Linked DNA regions of Danio rerio: region 2 is linked to region 1. The links are chromatin contacts, called in public HiCAR-type maps. All regions are on one chromosome and are shown on one strand. The core of a region is the stretch at or near the end of the contact, and the rest is flanking DNA. Distances in the headings are between cores, read along the strand shown.

Region 1 (2,540 bases), core at 21-2,520:
TGCAAGAAATAGGGCTCTATTTTTACGATCTAGGCGTAAAGTCTAAAGTACATGGCGCAAACGCATGCTCAGCTGCATAGGCTGCAAAAGGTATGATGTGTAATTAAAAAAGGGGGGAGGGGGGAGATTGGTTTTAGGACAGATTGACCGTCAGGCCACCAGGAAATGTCCCAGTGCTCCCTACGGCCAGTCCGCCTCTGTAGGCGCATAACGCGCTCTGCGCTGGACTTGGACTATACAAATGTATTTGCTATTTAAACAACGTGGAGCAAAACATGAAAATTAGGGTTGCACTGGTCTGAAAATAGCAAGAAATTGCGCCAAATACGTATTGCGCCTTGTGCCGGGTGTATGATAGGGCTCATTTATAGACATTTGAAATATAAACTCACAATTGAGATGTACACCTGGAATTCCTAGGAGGGAAGTCAGTTGTGCAAGACACACACTGAAAATTCTAAAAGATAAATTAAAGATATAAACTCAGAATTAAAATGTAAACTCAAGAATTGTGACCTGAAGAATATAAACAGATTTGAAATATGAATTCAGAATTCGGGAAAAAAAAAATCTGAATTATGAGATGAAAACTGAGGAAAAAAGGCAGAATTTAAAAATATAAACTATTTAAAAATATAAAAAATATAAACAGAATTATGAGATATTATCTCAGAACTGCTAAATATAAATTCTGAGAAATAAATGTTCCATATAATGCCATAAGTCTAACGCTTGGTTCACACCAAACACAAAATTAAACATTCATGCCAGTAAATTACATACAAAGTCACAAACAATGTAAGTGTACAAATAAAATATAATAACGTAAACTCAGAATGTAAAAAAAAAATAATTAGAAATCTGAAAAATGTCAGAATTGCAATATACAAACTGGGAATTGTAAAAAAAATTCTCACAATAGTGATTCTCAAAAGAAATGTGAATTGTGAAGGATAAATCTACATTTATAAGATAAAGTTACCATTTTATTTTTTATCTTGTGGTGGAAATGGCTTTTCACGCATGTTTAATTTAATGCTCTTGAGTGTATTTGGAGAGAGTCCTGCAGATGTTTGCCCTTCCTCCCAAACCACATACTTATTAATTTGTTCTTATGCTTAAAAAATATTCAGTAGATCCCAGCTGTATAACCTCAGTGGAAATCTGTGGGAAAGATCTCCAGCTCTTGCTAACTCACACACTGTTATCCACATTACACTTAGCCAAAGTACTAACCCTGCCTCCCCTGAGCGCCCACAGGCTGCGGGTCAATTCCAGGCCTCCTCCAGCCAAACCCACAGGGAGAGGAGCCTGTCAATGTGCAAACCGACAGTGCTGAGCTCTGTGGTTTACAAGGGGGTCACAGGACTGACTCTGTACCTCGCAGATCCTCACACACACACACACTGCAGACTGTGACCCAACCAAAACCAGTGAGCTATTCTGGGCAATGCCTCACTAAAATTGCAACCTTTGGTAAATATGAGCATAGAAGGCTATAAAAATTTACAATTTTAACCCTTTTTACCTTCTGGTCAAAATATTAATAAAAAAAAAAACAATTGCAATTGCAAACAAAGCATGCTTTTATCTTAAATATATATGCACAATTCAGGCCACCTTTATTATTTCATATAAACAAAATAATAACAGTAATAATCATTTGAAGCACATTTTCACTGTTTTGACTTTTTTTAGTAAAACTCGGTGACATGAATAGGAGGCTATTCAACAATGACCTCCTATTTTACATATGACCCAACACACATATGCCAAACTAGCAAAACATAATCCCCAATTCCACCTTTAGGGCAATATTAAAGAAGTGCAATGAATAAGCCTGGAAGAAGTGTTTCTATCTTGCCCCAATGCACTATAAAGAGGATGTTCCAGGGGCCAAAAAACACAAAATCTTCCAGAGTTAGTTAGTTAGTTGGGTCTTTGGGTCAGAAAGTCTCCAAAGCTACACTCCCATTTTTTGGAAGGGTTTCAATAAAAAAAAAAAAAAAATCTCCATTCATATCATCTTCAGTTTCAGAGTCAAAAAATCTAAAGGTTTTTTTAAATTTAGCAATGTTGCAAAAATTGGTGGAGGGCACTTACTATAACATTAAAGGCAAAATGTATAAGATTTTTTTCATTAAATAAAAAAACACTAGTATAATGTTATATATTTTGCTGATTTCTGTACTTAATCACAAATGTTTTAAAGCATGTTACTATCCAGAAAAATTAGCAGTTTTACCTAGTGACACGCGCAGACCACCAAAGATGCTTTGATATGATCTGCATATTTTTAGGCACTAAAACTGTCTAAAAATACTAATAAACTGTATTTAGTATGATAAAACAGCGCTGCTTTATGACTGGAACATGATTTCTTTAGGACTCCCTTACGATGTAATGAAGAAGACAACTCTTATGATTCCACATGCAGTCACAGCATGGTTACATACACTTTTTGTTTGTTAATGCGAGCCCTCTAGCAGCTAAAATTACATACTGTGCCTTCAAAGTATTGGCAATGAGAGCCTATACCT
Region 2 (2,540 bases), core at 14-2,513, 300 kb before region 1:
TTCTCCTCTGGCCAAATTTTGATAAAGGATGCCTCTCATCATTGACAATCATGGTAGCCTTATTTAATACTCTTTCTGTGTATATATCAATACTCTTTAGTTTTATTCCCAACAACTTACTGGCTGTTGTTACCACCCTCCCCTATGACCTCTTCTGGTCCTCAGACGCATTTCTATACTAAAAGATCACACAAAATGTTGCAATACTTTCGATAAAAGCACTATAAAACATAATCAGCGATGTGTTGTCAACATTAAAAGACAATAGTTTCTTTAAGGAGCACATTTTCTGTTGAAGCTTTTTCCTTATACAGCCAGTCCATACATTAAGTGCATTGTCCAACATCACACCCAAATATGTATTATTTGTTACTAACTGAATTTGCCCCCCATTAATTACACTCTCAGAAATAAAGGTATGTGAGCTGCCACTGGAGTGGTACATTTTCAAAAGCTACACATTTGTACTTAAAGGCTCTAAATTGGTACCTCAAAAGTATATGTTAGTACCTAAAAAATTTAAGAAGAACACTTTTGTACTTTTAGGTACTAATATGTACACTTGAGGTATTAAATTTGAACTTTTAGGTACAAATGTGTAGCTTTTGAAAAGGTACCACCCCAGTGACAGCCCACATACCTTTATTTCTGAGAGTGTAGGGATGATGTTGGCAACTAGCTCAACTGTTAAAATGGGAATTATGTGTTATGAGACAAAATAGTGAAACTTATTATTAGATCACTAAGACTATTGGTAAAATGAAAAAAAAATAGCCAATTGGTACTTTTAATTGTGCAAACAAAGCACTCTGTTTAGCTAAATTCCCAGCTAAAATACAGCATGATATTGTAAAATTATAGATACATCCAGGAGAGCAACAGCTTACTGAGACAGAAAATGCACACAAAGTAGTACTACAAAGTACTTTGTCTGATATTTGCTGTAAATCTGTTTGCTCTTCTTCATCATTGTTCAATAAAATGCCACAGTCCACAACACCACAAACTTTAGCACGCTTTGAAAGTCACATTCATGTTTAGGTGTTTTTCCCCCTGTTCCCCTGTCATTTACTCCCCTCCTGGCTTTCATTAGCCGTGTAACCTCAGCGAGGCCCGATCCTCGCCTGCCCTGTTATCTCAATGATGTTCTAATGCTGGTCAAACATTATTGTGAATGGCTGAGCTCAATAGAGGCAGTGTTAGCCAGGAGAGTCAATATTAGCTGAGCACACAGGCGGGAGGAAGGTGGGGGAAGGGAAAGCACCGCCTCTGACTGACTGACTGTGGGTGAGGGGCGCGATTCTGCGCTCCTGCTGAACCTTGACCATTCACAACAGAGCCAACAAAGCATGGGATAAAGAGATGACAGGATTTTGGTACAGCATTCTTTTGCCCCTGGCTATTGCTGAAGAAACTGCTGATGGGTCAAAGATGTTCCATCTACATCACACATATTTACAGTAAATTCACCTTTTTCCAATGCCCTGTGATGCTTTGCTTGAACCATTTGAGTAATGTGCATTAAACTGTAAACAATCAGAGTTTTAAAAACTGGGTTCAGTGAAGTATCATCCCCTTTCATGAATATTACAATTAATAAATTACTTTCAGCAGACCATGAATAACCACAAACATTCAAAACAACTCATGTAGAAGTCTGATACAAGGAAATATATGCAAATTAAATCACACTTTACTATAAGGTTTTATAAATGTTAGTGTATTTTTACTAACATGAACTAATTATGAACAATATACTTGCACAGCATTTATGAATCATAGTTTAATATTTACTAATGCGTTATTCAAATCCAAACTCATGCTTGTTTACAATAGCTAACGCACTGTGAGTTAACATGAACTAACAATGAACGACTTTATTATCATAAACTAACGCTGACAAAGACGAATACACACTTGACTTTAACGAATGTATTGTTCATTGTTTGTTCATGTTAGTAAATATATGAACTAAAATTAACCTAAAACCTTATTGTAAAGTGTCACTAATATTTGATATACAGGTTCATATTTGAATTTTACATACATAAATGATGTCATATATGCAACATATAGTTTGAATTACTGAAAAAAGGCCACATGCATATTTTTTTATCATTGGGATTACATATATGTTCACACACACACACACACACACACACACACACACACACACACACACACACACACACACACACACACACACACGCACATATATATAGTATATAAATATACATATATATATATAGTATATATATATACTCACTGGCCACTTTATTAGGTACACCTTACTAGAGCCAGGTTGGATTGTTAATACAAGGCAGGATGGATCGAAGCTTTCATGTTGTTGATGCCAAATTCTGACCCTACCATCCGAATGTCGCAGCAGAAATCAAGACTCATCAGACCAGGCAACCTTTTTCCAATCATCTATTGTCCAATTTTGGTTAGCCTGTGTGAATTGTAGCCTCAGTTTCCTGTTCTTAGCTGACAGGAATGGCACCTGGTGTGGTCTTCTACTGTTGTAGCCCATCCGTCTC

What was found. HiCAR-type assays count read pairs that join an accessible place to other places.
Region 2: a HiCAR-type map of caudal fin shows a contact between it and region 1, with 11 times the contacts expected there. The contact joins two enhancer-like sites. A contact is called at or near these places in 7 of 18 Hi-C or Micro-C datasets (caudal fin, embryo, fibroblasts and 2 more) and 1 of 4 datasets of contacts at active chromatin or transcription factors (caudal fin).

Annotation. Positions count from the first base shown.
Region 1 is chr18:21,495,016-21,497,555 of GRCz12tu, reverse strand. No RefSeq gene overlaps it. Among named protein-coding and RNA genes, the nearest start is that of uacaa, 61 kb to the right of the region's middle. Within about 2 kb of position 1,270, at least 15 of the 62 cell types and tissues checked have an H3K27ac peak or open chromatin away from gene starts, as enhancers often do.
Region 2 is chr18:21,790,499-21,793,038 of GRCz12tu, reverse strand. No RefSeq gene overlaps it. Among named protein-coding and RNA genes, the nearest start is that of kif23, 55 kb to the left of the region's middle. Within about 2 kb of position 1,263, at least 46 of the 62 cell types and tissues checked have an H3K27ac peak or open chromatin away from gene starts, as enhancers often do.